Linked DNA regions of Cydia pomonella: region 1 is linked to region 2. The links are chromatin contacts, called in public Hi-C maps. All regions are on one chromosome and are shown on one strand. Each heading gives the region's core, a stretch centred on a gene start, on an enhancer-like site or on the middle of the called end of the contact. The rest is flanking DNA. Distances are from core to core; before and after follow the strand shown.

What was found. A called contact is a pair of places that touch in the nucleus more often than the background predicts.
Region 1: a Hi-C map of whole body shows a contact between it and region 2, with 8 times the contacts expected there. The contact joins the promoter of LOC133523603 here to the promoter of LOC133523626 in region 2. A contact is called at or near these places in 2 of 2 Hi-C or Micro-C datasets (both in whole body).

What each region holds. Positions count from the first base shown.
Region 1 is chr12:12,675,219-12,682,010 of ilCydPomo1, forward strand. It overlaps LOC133523603 (intraflagellar transport protein 172 homolog), which reads right to left and starts at 4,407. Exons shown (of 36, transcript XM_061859272.1): 1 at 4,257-4,407; 2 at 3,961-4,132. The coding sequence starts at 4,295. It overlaps LOC133523622 (large ribosomal subunit protein eL14), which reads left to right and starts at 4,536. Exons shown (of 2, transcript XM_061859306.1): 1 at 4,536-4,675; 2 at 4,918-5,487. The coding sequence starts at 4,924. The coding sequence ends at 5,424. LOC133523631 (a long non-coding RNA gene) reads left to right here and starts at 5,504. Exons shown (of 17, transcript XR_009800251.1): 1 at 5,504-5,638; 2 at 5,822-5,914; 3 at 6,119-6,198.
Region 2 is chr12:12,272,311-12,278,824 of ilCydPomo1, forward strand. It overlaps LOC133523626 (lysosomal cholesterol signaling protein), which reads left to right and starts at 2,994. Exons shown (of 15, transcript XM_061859310.1): 1 at 2,994-3,729; 2 at 3,840-3,957; 3 at 4,095-4,384; 4 at 4,739-5,049; 5 at 5,478-5,599. The coding sequence starts at 3,869. LOC133523615 (meiosis-specific with OB domain-containing protein) reads right to left here and starts at 3,111. Exons shown (of 8, transcript XM_061859296.1): 1 at 2,731-3,111; 2 at 2,494-2,552; 3 at 2,142-2,295; 4 at 1,041-1,212; 5 at 168-337. The coding sequence starts at 2,977.

The sequences.
Region 1 (6,792 bases), core at 3,157-5,656, 400 kb after region 2:
TAAAAACACGGTGTATATCATTTGCGTTAATTTTTTTTTTGCTATGGGCCACCGTTTACTACTATTTACGAAAAACTAAAAAAGGGACCTTTAAACTGACCAGAAACTACTATGAGTTAGTGGCGGCACGTACGCTAGCAACACACAGAAAAAGAGCAGACATAAAAAAGTAACACAAAAAATTAAGACACACATACTTAACTAAACCAGTATTTATTTAAAGTCTATAAAAAAATCATTTCCTTTTTATGTCTTGGCGTCGGTACTATCGTGCCCCTCCGATGATGCTATGTAGCCTCGTTTTAAATTGTATAACAACATTGTAATATGTAAGTAATGTTTAAGTTCAATTGATTTTATTAGTATATGCCTTGATCTCATAACGCGACAATGTGGTACCCTAAGACTTAGTTAAACTTTAACCCAAAATTATTAGTTAGTAACTGACGAAGAGAATAGTTTCTTCTATCCAATTTGATTTTATGTAGTTACTTTATAATATTTATAGCAGAAATAAGCAATTATAGCTTTCATTTTGAGAAAAATATGAATGTGGAATTGTTATTTCTGTAAAGTTACGTATAGCGACAATATGGTAGTTACGTATAGAACCCATAACCACTTTTCATACAAAAAATGTATTCAAAGTATTAAACTTCGAAGCCACTTTTTTAAATGCAAAACAACATTATTTTGTATTATTTTTACACTTTTTGTTTAATTTGATGCATAAGTTACTTTATAATATTTATAGCAGAAATAAGCAATTAGGGTTGAAAAAACCCGGAAAAATTCCCGTTTTTTTCTAAAAGCCATGTTTTTTAAAGTTTTATTCGGAAAAAACAATGTCACTTAGTTTCTGTATTTTTCCGAAAAAAATAAAAAAATCGGAATAAAACGGAAAAAAACGCATTTTGAAAAGAACTTGTAAATTTTTCCATTTATATTTAATCCATAGTTTACAGTTTACACCTGCTTAGTCGTGTGTTTTGTTATCTAAATGCTGGCGATCGTTTGTGAAAATGTCTATTGACTTTGACGCTGTCGTTAGTGGCATAATGCAATTTTATCATAAATATCTTTGTTCTTATCGCATTTCTATTTGGGCCAACGAATTCATATGACAGCCTGTAATTACCATAAGTCCTCTGAATTGGTGGAAAGGATTGTGTGGAACAAAACTTCTGTCAACTATTGCCGTAAGGTTACTTAGTGTCCTTCCGTCATCTGCTGCATCAGAAAGGAACTGGTCGTTGTTTGGTCGCACCCACACCAAGGATAGGAACCGGCTTTTGCCAGAACGGCTGAATAAACTTATTTATATTCGATCTAATTTGCACTTGCAAATTAACAGTTCCACTGTCGACGACGTCATTGATTCGGGTATGATAGATTTAGATGATGGCAGTGACAGTGATTAATAAATGTAATAATTAATATTAAAGTTTCATTTCTTTCCCAAAAAACTGTAAAATACGGAAAAAACGAAAATTTCACAGCGTTCTGAAAAAAACGATTTGATTTTTTCGAGAATTTTCAACCCTATAAGCAATTATAGCTTTCATTTTGGGAAAATATGTACCTATGTGGAATTGTTATTTCTGTAAAGTTACCGGCAGGCATATAGCGACAATGTGGTAGTTACGTATAGAATCCATAACCACTTTTCATACAAAAAATGTATTCAAATTACTAAACTTCGAAACCACTTTTTTAAATGCAAAACAACATTATTTTGTATTATTTTAACACTTTTTGTTTAATTTTATGCATAAACTAATGTGTACAGTCAAGGAAATTGATTCTTTAGCAGTTAACGTGTCACGTTACAATGGACAGCTCTTACCATAAGTATGTACAGCCAAATTTACTTGAACCGCAAGTTGCTAAAGAATCAATTTCCGCGACCGTACAATGCTCGTTGAAACAAATTACGTTGATTTTATGTTAGATTTCTAAGAATGAAGTTGGTTTTTGTTTTGTTTAAAAAAACACTTTATTGAACATTGTAGTTGCATAATTTTTATTTTTTTTATTATTATTCCTTCATTAAAGACGTGCCAAGGCAATATATGTAAGTTAGCCGGGAACTTGTCCATTTAATTCACAAAAATATTTTATTTATATTTCACGTTTCGATACCCTACGTGCTTTATTTTATAATGTCTCAATTATATGTTAAATGTTAGAGATCAAAAAATGTCATTTTAACAATATTTGAAATATAAAACTATAACTGTTCCAAATTTTAGCTGTCTCCGTTAAACGGTCTCTGAGAAAATCGCATATAACCGATTTGCAAAACCAAACTGATTCCATAAGTGTTCCGTGAACAAAGTTTTGTACGGAACACTAAAAATGGTCCATGTGCAAATATATCAGACATTGAACATTTTTGGTAATTAGAGACAAAGTATATTTTACATTTCAAATATTGTTAATGATGTGTTGTTATTCCTTGTACCTAACGGAAAACGATTATCAATTTATCAGGTCCGACATCGGGATATCGGGAAGTGTGGATGTAATTGGCGCTAAAGATGTGGGGACGGCCACGAAAACCAGCGAATGTGTCAGATTTATAGGTAGTAGTAAGCGATTTGTCACTATAAGCGAAATCATCTTATCCGACTTTCTTACAAAGAATTTTATATGAAAACAATGCTTTTTTTCAGGATATCTATAGTCTAGCACAGCGACCTTGTCAGCAGAAATGCATGTGGCATTTAGAGACAAAGTATTATTTACATTTCAAATATTGTTAACGATGTGCTGATATTCCGGGAAACGAAAACGATTACCAGGCCCGAAATCGGGAAGTGTGCATGTAATTGGCGCTAAAGCCAAAACAAATATAACTTTTATACATACCGCAACCTTGGCATAGACTCCACACTCGCACAACTTCACGGCGATTTCGCAGTTTGGTTCGCTGCAAGATGGCGCCGAAGCGTCAGCTGATCGGATTTAGTTTGCGGCAAGGTTGATCAAGTTCGCACCCAATATAACCAAGTAGCCGCCATAGAAGGTTATGACAGTTCAGATTAACCGACTCGTGAGCGAATCGCGGCGCGAAGCGATCGCGAGTGTGGAGTCTTGGAAGTTCGCGCTTCTCGTCTCCTTTGACGCGGGCCAAATACCGACAAAAAACGGGGAATAAGGCGCGAAGGCGAGAACAATCTGCGAAAACGACGCGAGGGCCCTCCACACTTTTGTTCGCGGCTTCGCGCCTCGATTCGCGCACGAGTGTGGAGGGCCTTTAAAGCAACATGAGTTAAACGCCAATTACATCCACACTTCCCGACTTCGGGCCCGAAATCAGTCCCGAAATATCACATCGTTAACAATATTTGAAATGTAAAAAAATATTTGTCTCTAATTGCCAAAAATGTTCAATGTTTGATATTTTTGCATACGGACCATTTCCATTTTTTACATTTCAAATATTGTAAACGATGTGCTGATGTTTGGTGAAACGGAAAAATATTATTTCTCGGGTCTAATATCAGTCCTGGAGGCCTACCGCGAAAATCGAAGTCGTCAATTGCGGGAATTTTTCTCTGTCTCTCTAATTACGTCTTAGTGAGAGTAAAAGAGAAAGATCCCCGCAATTGGCGAATTCCGGTTTTCGCGGTAGGCCCCCTGATAAAGTGTGGATGTAATTGGCATTGACACTTGATAATAAATATGAAAAGGTGATAACAATTTTAAACAGAGTCTGTTCGGAAAGAGAAGAGTCTTGGAATGTATTAAGCCCCATACATTCCATGACTCTTCTCTTTCCGCACAGACTATCAACCACATATTGACGAAAACAATATATCAACTAATAAGTCAACTTTTGCAATGATACGTAATGTTTACACCATCCTATGGTACTTAGGTAGGTTAACCAATGATAATAACCAACAAAATCAAATTATAACTAGGTTCGCTTGTATAACATTAATGTGTAAGTACTTGTAATAACGTAGGACTTCTTCCCAGCGGCAGGGTCAGCGGGTTTAGTGCTAAACTTGTCTCGTCGCACTCCATCACGGTCGAACAGAAGCACCTGCCGCTCGCACGTCGCCACCGCCAGCTTCACGTTGTTCGCTGACCAGCAGATGTCGGCAATAGGACTTTCGCCCTCCTATATATATATAAGCGTAATATTTTACGTGATTTACCTAATTAAATGAACAAATTATGTACTAGCAATAAATTAACCTTAAGTTACAAAATATAGATCGCAATTAATTTTGAACTATTCTTACTTGTGCTTCCATTATCGTTTTTGAATATTTCAAACGCATTTTAATGTAGTATTATAATAAACGCAAACGTATAATATATTTATTTCAAGTCACGTTTGTGTTGTTCTGTCATTGTTGCATAGCGACAGGCCGACAGCCGACGACATTTAAATTGGCGCCATCCATCCATTGTGTATATCATCGGAAATACACAGCCATAAGCCATAAAGAAATATAGACTAAAGTAGTGACGTCAGGGTTCCATTATTGAGTTCTATGGAACCCCTAAAAATATGTAGAATCGTGTGAAACTGACTTTATGCTAAACCGATATTTAACGGTATCGCACTACTCTTGTACATGGCAACACTTTGTCATAGCTGTCAATTTACCGGAAATTCTTTTCGTTAGTACTTTTCATTCGTGAAGACGTTGTCTAGGTTAGAATTTTGTTTAATCTTTTTGAATCGTGCTTATAGTGTGTTGTTTTTGAATTTTAATTTAATTTGGTGAATTATGAGTTCAATTACATTCATGTTCCAAATATATTTGGTTTAACACTAATAGTGACACAAGGATTATAGTGCCGGACTTGTGTTTTGCTATTTAGAAGTAGTATAAAAGAATCTTCTCATGTGGATAAGTGATAAAATTTAATAAAGTAAACTTTTTTGTGTTGCAGGACGTCATGCCATTCGCGAGGTACGTTGAACCAGGGCGAGTCGCCCTGGTAGCCGATGGCCCCTTGAAGGGAAAGCTTGTGAGCGTAGTCGACGTCATTGATCAGACACGCGCCCTCGTCGACGGACCCGGCAGCGGTGTCCCCCGCCAACAGATCCGCCTTAACCAGCTGCATTTGACAAAGTTCCGTCTGAGCTTCCCCTTCACAGCGCCCACCCGCGTCGTGAGGAAAGCGTGGACAGATGCTAAGCTGAATGAGAAGTGGGCCGAGAGCCAATGGGCACAGAAGCTCGCTAACAAAGAGAAACGCGCCGCTATGACGGACTACGACCGTTTCAAGCTGACGTCAGCACGTGTGAAGAGGAACCGCGCGAGAACAGCGGTGTTCAAGAGCCTGAAAGTCAAGGCGGCTCGCTCCGGCGTCTTCGGCAAAAAGGCCGTCCCCAAAACGAAAGTCCCGAAGCCACGTACCAAGAAGCCCGCCGCCAAAAAACCCGCGAAGAAGTAATTCTTGTGTCTTAGAGGTTAAGTGATAATCAAGGGACAAAATAAAGAATTACTTTTTAAGCTAGATGCTGTGTTAAATTGTTAGTCCCTTTTAATATCCGTTTTGTGAAATGAGGTGAGTCAAGTGGTTATTACAGAACATGTGGTGTTTTTTCTTTACTCAATTTGTTTTATATTTCAGGGGTGGATTGGAACTTGCTGCTATAAACTAAAAGGTGAGCTTAATATGTAAATCACCCATATATTTTTGATAATTCTTTTTGAAATGATGATTTTAATTATAGTCTCGTTCGTATGAACTAAATGATTTTAAATATACCACCTTACTGAATCTTGTTACTTTAGCATCAAAATTTTTAAACTCTTTATTTGTTACTTATGCAAGAAAAATATTTCAGGTTCGCATTCATGAAACAAACAAGATGATGAAATACTTGATAATGGAATAAATTAAACTAAGGAGCTGCCTGGAGACTTATTACCTCTTTATGGTGAGTAAAAGTAATTGAATAAAATTTGGATATTTTGTAATTTGTAGACAGTAGCCAACAGTTTAAATGATGAATATATATTTATAGTCTCGTTCGTATGAAAATGTATGATTTCAAACTTACCACCTTACTGATAAATCTTCTTATTTTGTTTTATTTCGTTCAGGGGTAGTCTGTGGATTTTAATTAATTTATACATTTCAGTTACCACAAGTGAAACTGGCTAAGAGAGGTGAATCTAGTTCCTGTGGCCAGACTGAATACGATGCACATCTAAAAAATAGGTAACTATGCATTTACTTTTTAAGGTTATGTAGTCAGAATCAGAACTTATCAAATCATTTCTCATCTTGGTATGTCTGTCAGTCTACCAATATGCCACCAGCATTTAATTATAGCCAGGTCCACACAGAGTGAGCATACGCACGAGGCAATTTCCTCACGCAAAAACCGGCCAGTGTACACATGCCTCGGGCGAGGAAAACGCACGTGCCGCCTCGGCCTTTTCCTCGCCCGAGGCACATCTACACTGGCCGGTTTGTGCCCGAGGACATTGCCTCGCACGTACGTGCTCGCTTGTTCGCTCTGTGTGGACCCGCCTAATGATTTAGATTTGATTTAATTTTAGAATAGAATAGTTTTATTCATAAACAAAACAAATTAATTTGTAGAAAGAATAAAGTGTTAATATTGCTGGTGACTTCCAGATTATAAATGATGCATTCTTATTATCCCTCATAGGGATATAATTAAATATGAGCTATGTAATAATAAGCAACATGTGTGTTAACAAACCAAGCTACTTTGCCTGTCAATTTCCATTTGTCCATTTCATGTAGCTTCTAAACTATAGGTAATGATAATAATTAGGATATATA
Region 2 (6,514 bases), core at 1,744-4,243:
CCCCCCTAAAAAAATGGGCCGTTTTGGGACTAGCCAGGCCAAATTTAGAGTTGAAGACCCTGGGGACACTAATGAATTTAGAGTTGCACTGTCGCGATGTAGGTGTTTGTGCAGGTGTATCTTTAAAAATTGTTTTCTAAAAGTCTGGGCCATATGAAGGAACTTACGTGTATTAGCCTGGTTCCTGACATACAGCAGCAGCGCCTCGGCGTCGGCGCTGTGTGGTTGATGGGTAACCACAGACCGCATCGACACCTGCACGCCCACGCGCCCGCGCCACGACACGCGTGCGTCTGATATGAACAACACGCTTTCAAGCGGACGCCAGTCTTCAGCCCTAGAATGATGTATCGATTGAATCTTTTTTTAAGGTTCCGTGGCCAAAATGGCAAAACTTGAACCCTTAGTTTCGTCATGTCCGTCTGTCCGTTTTTTTTTTAAAAGAGGTCTCAGCGCGCCGAAAGCATCCTTAAGTTAACGTCACAAGCCTACTTAAATAAATATATTATAGGGCACTTTTTTGTTTATAAGCGGTTATTTTAGATTGACACTTACGAACGGATCCGATGTTGGGCTCGACCAAGGGTCATTTATATACCTACTTCTTTTTCACGAAATATCAGAACATCGTTAACAATCTTTGAAATATAAAAAAAATTAAATGAAATGTAAGATTTTTGCAGAAATCGCGAAGATGACTCATCGTTACGTCAACCAGTCGCAACGCGATTTCTGCAAAAATCTTACTGCGCACTGGGATCCCACATACCTAATGATCTGAGGACCTAATAGAGTTTCAACGCCAAACATTTTTTTTACACTTAAAATATTGTTATCGATGGCGATGGCGATGTCATCAGTGATGACCGAAGAGCTGGCGGCTTCCTTGCACAACATATTAGTATTGCGGAGAAAATGCCGCCAGCATCCAATGCCTTAAATCATTGCAATGCCTCATGAGCCTATTTTAGATTTAAGCTAGTTTTAGTAATATCTATTATGTAAATAAAGATTATAATTTACATACAAAAAATAATCACCTTTGTATAGTATCAATGTCGAATATAGCAAGCTCAATGGAGGCGGGCGTGGTGTTGTCAATAATCTCCACGCTCCGCAAGGTCATGTCCACACCCGCTTTGGTCTTGATACTTTTCACCGGCTTTACGGACTTTACTACAACCAGCAAATCGACGTACACATTCTCCCCTTCTGTATAGGATATACAAAACAATAATTTTATATAGTAAAAACAAAACATTAACTCAAGTGGAATGAAATGCAATTTAATTAAGTGATTAGACAACCATGACGACACGTATGCGTGACATAACTTCTTGAAGTTATCCCTCCGTTATTCGATTAACTAGTAGTTATCAGGCCGTACAATTAAAATTTAAACTATAGATCGTGTCATTCAAGAAGACACGTGCGTTGGCTCGTGTCCTCATGTTATTAAAGGTTAGATTTGTCAAATCTGCGCCTCATGGTGAATGACATGAAAATCGCTGATAGCATGCTAGCAGTCCGGAAATAAGTAGATTTACGATTTTCAAGGTAGGTAGTGTTATTTTGATACTAAACATAATAGTAGTGTAATATTTACACATATATGTAGTCGCCGAGTGTTATTCAAGCAGCAAAACTGCCAGTTCGAGCGGTCTCAACAAGAACGGCGTCAAGACCTGTTCCGGTGACGTCACATCGTCGTTAATAAATACCCTGACGTAGCCAACGGAGCATTCATTCGCTAACCAGCCGTCGAGTTGTAAAGAAGTATCAGATTAAGTATTGATTATCTTGATTATAGGTATTAATTAGCTAATGTTGCCTTTTGCTATGCATATCAATTAATTAAAATAAAGTAACTGTATAGATTATGTTTGAACTTGCTAAGGTTGCTTACATGTTGTATTTAATAAGAGAATCAATTAATGATTAAATATAGCACTGTACTATTATCCACCCTGTCTAGTTGTAGGTTTATGGTACAATAAAGAGTGTTATTTGGTATTAACATTGTGTTTCTCTCATATATTAGGTAATTACAACTGGTGATGATCGATATCTACTCCATTAAAACGCTTTGACGACAATGTGTCGTGATTGGCGCTGAAACATTGAAGGCAAAGTTTACTTACCCGGCAGTTTCAGCACTTCGCCTAGTCCGTAATAACCGGAGGACGGTTTGGACGGTATGTGCAGGAGCGGTAGGAACGACGCAAACGAGTCCCCGGTGTGGATGCACACGTCGGACGTCCCCTCGTTCAGGACTAGGTCGAAAGGGGAAGATACCTAGAATATTACACATTTTGTGTCGTCAAATTATTCAGATCTTAGGTATAAAATTGACAAAATTAACAAAAGTATTCAAAGCCCGAGACATAAAATGTACCTACTTCAATTTGGAAAATAGTCCCTTCACTTATGCCGAAGAAAAATATTGTAGTTGTAACATGATTATATAGGTAAAAGATCAGTAGATATACTTACTAGTGGTCTATACGCATTATTGCCGCTTTTGACGCATATCTTCGGTTGTGAAATTTCGACTGAAAAGGTATTTTATTCAGTTGTAACAAGTACATGTAACTGATACAACAAATATCTCGTAGCACAAAATTTAGAAACTTCATAAAAAGTTTTCCCTACTGAAGATGTGTTGGTTGTGGACCACAACTTGTGGTAACTATTACTAACTATTTATAAAACTTATGAAAATAAACTTACCCACGTCGCCAACTAGAAATCTTTCATAAAATGTTAAGGAAAAATATTCCGAGCCCCAGACGTCGACATTAATGGTATCCACTTCCGAATCTCTCATAGTAAAAGACGTAACACCTCTAGAATCTCCATTTTTCTTCTTGGACCCTACTGTACGCGGCTTATTTTTAGCAATAATAATTCCTACAATTAAGGCATTATTTAAGTTTATATTTAGATTATTCAAACGAACTCTTTGAACTCCTGACATTTTATTGTGAGTATTTGGAATTGTAAATATTTTTTTCCGAGTTGCTAACTTATGAATACTTCTTCCATTAATTTCAATCGGCCTGCCGCCATAAAATATACTGTGTTGAGTACCGGATATGCATGTAGTTTTTTTTTTTTATAATGAAAGCCGTACTTCCGTTTACCGGTTTTTTTATTTGTCTCTATCATAAAAATCTTAAGCATTCTTTACACGCCATGCAATCCAACTATGGAACCCACATGCAACCCCTCATGAATAGAAGCTGGCAACATTGAAGCTATTCCAGCAAGACATTAAAACGTGCATTTATAAGAGCAGTCTTTTTTTTGTTATTTCTTTTAATGGAAATATTGATATTGAACTTGCATACATCTTGCATATCGATTGATGACAGAATGTCAAGTGTCAACGATGTAATGAAATAAAAATTAAACAAAAACGCTGAAAATTTTCACTTATCATAGATTTGAAGACAAATCATTAATGATAAAAATCTGTGGCTGTGTCAGCTCACGTCGCGTTATCATTGTGCCCAGTGTTATCGATATTTTCAGTTTGTTTTTTCTATACTATGTAACCTATGTGAAAGTGTCGGCGTAGTATATAAATACCTGTTAATATTTATAATGTTTTTGGAATTCCTTGTTATCAAATGATTACTTAACATTAGCGTCCCTCAACTACTTTACTGACTTCCGAGTTAAAGTTTTTTAAGATGTATTTTACTTATATGCTTCAGTAACATATTGGTAAGTGAATATTATTATTTAGAGACACATTGCCGATAAAAGGAAATTTAACAATTAACATGTATAATAACTTACGTAAGGTTTCACTAATAAATGACATATTGTTTTAGATTACCTTAAAATAACAACTTACAATAAAATGGAAGAATCAACTTTCCTCCTTGATCCAGCTAAAGCAGATAATTTATATCCAGCACTGTTCCAGTGCTTTACTATTATATTATGTGGGTGAGTTGAAATCAATTGATATTTAATAAAAAATACTGAAAAAAGAAAAAATCATCACATACCTCTGTTATGAAAATAAAATTCTTAACAAATTGATTTAATTAAAACAGGAGTCAATATATATTTTCATATTGTAGGTATATTGCTGGCCGCCTAAATGTGGTGTCACAGACAGAATCAAAAGGGATTGGCACATTTGTGGGCACCTTTGCCCTTCCATCACTCATCTTCTTATCCCTGGCTAGACTGGATTTCAGTACAGTCAACTGGACATTCCTTCTGGCTATACTATTAGCCAAAGGCATTGTGTTCTTTGCCGTTATGATTGTCACCATTCTGGTGTCCAAACCAGTGAACCTTGGGAGAGCTGGTATATTTGCCATCTTTTGCACACAGAGCAATGATTTTGCCTTGGGATATCCAATAAGTAAGTATTGAAGTGTGTAGACTTACTATGGTGTTATTCATAAAAACTTTACTGGCCTGAGTTAGCTATGAATTGTTTGTCTTTATCTGTCATTTTGACTTATGTATTTGTAAGAAAGGGATAAAACATAATTTAATTAAATCAGGCCAGTAAAGTTTTATGAATAAAGGGGTTAGCAATCAACTTTTCTTGATGGAAGTAATTGTATTACAGTCTGCAAGTTAAATTATTAATCAGTAAGGTTGTCACACTCTTTGAAAACTGCAACAATTTGTATGAAAAAAATACTTCACATGCTGTAATATTGTGTTGTTCATTTATGTTTTTGATTAAGGATCTAAATATAAATTTCAGTCAATGCTATCTATGAGCACACACATCCAGAATATGCTCTCTTCCTATATTTGATGGCACCAATATCGCTAGCAATACTAAATCCAGTTGCTTTTGTGCTAATGGAGATCAAGAAACAACGAGACAATGCTCAGATAGTGACCACATCGCCTGAAGGGGAGAGATCAAGTGAACTGTGCAAGTTCAAGTTGTTAAGGCAAATAGTCAAAGGCATAGCTTTTAACCCTGTGTTGGTGATGACAGTGCTGGGTATTATAGGCAATATTGCCTTTAAACATCAACTTTCGCCATATATTGAGTTGCTACTGAAAGTAAGTATCAGTGTTCTTTATTAAATCCGGCGACCGGTTTGGCCTAGTAGGTAGTGACCCTGCCTACGAAGCTGATGGTCCCGGGTTCAAATCCTGGTAAGGGAATTTATTCGTGTGATGAGCATGGGTATTTGTTCCTGAGTCATGGGTGTTTTCTATGTATTTAAGTATTTATAAATATTTATATATTATATATATCGTTGTCTAAGTACCCTCAACACAAGCCTTATTGAGCTTACTGTGGGACTTAGTCAATTTGTGTAATAATGTCCTATAATATAAAAAAAAAAATAATAATAATTTTTACTTCATTATAAAAACATATGAGCAAAATGTAATGTGTCAAAGAATTTTGTAGTAGTGCTATGTGCTTTAATTTGAATTAGTAATTAAGCCCTAGTACTAGTTAATTCAATTACAACTTCCAGGTGTTTGGAGACTCTTTTTCAGCTACAGCACTGTTCTTATTGGGGCTCAGGATGGTTGGTCAAATACACAGACTGAGAGGACCGGCTCTGTTGCTGCCTTGTGTCCTAATAATGGTTAAACTGTAAGTTTAATTTAATTTACTTTATGAAATAATGACATTATGACATTATTTTCCTTAGAGTGTTTAACAACTGGAGTCGCCCTTAAGAGCTTACCTCTCTGTCGAAAACCTGGCCAATGGTCATACTTATTGTATGGATTGACATTTAGTTGACATGGCTATTATCATAACATACATTTGACGTGCTCCTACCCCGCAAAAATCGGCAGACTGCATTGTACAGAAAATTAGAGACAAGACGTCTCCAGTTGTCAAATGCTCTAAGTTATTTTTCCTATTCATTTTTGACATAGTATCTTGAGTTCAGCGCTGGCCCAAGCACTCGATCAGGGTAGAGCGAGATTGAGTTTTGGCGCCCTTGGTTAAACTTTTTACCCAAATTGCAGTTTGATAAAAATAATGAAACCAGGCCAAAAGCAAGGCGGGCAAATATTACCCGTCCGTCACGTCACAATATTAGGTTGCCCTGAACGGGGGCTGTTAGTGGATATCATGTACTGTCAGTTGCAGAGGAAAGTGACTCCCCCAACATAGAAGTTTGTATTCAAAGGTGCTAAGCAAATAGGTAGTATTGTTGATGTACATAACAAACAAAAGGGAGTACGTCTTTTACTAAGTAGTCCTTTTTTGAAAGCTCAAAAACAATCCAGGTCCGGAAGCCCAAAGCTTACCACCTCGGCGCGTCCCGTGCAAGGCCGAAGGTCAGAGTCGGGAAAGCAAAACTTGGAATCCTACCAAAGGCCAAATGTAGCTAAGCTCGGACAAAAACAAATAGCTGCGTTTTAAAAAACAAGGCCGAAAAGCAATCTCTTCATAGAGCTCACGACTAGAACAAAAAGGCCAGGCCAAAAGAAAATCAAATTGCAACAATGGCCAAGATGGAGTGACACTGAAAGCCAAGCTCCACATAAAGTC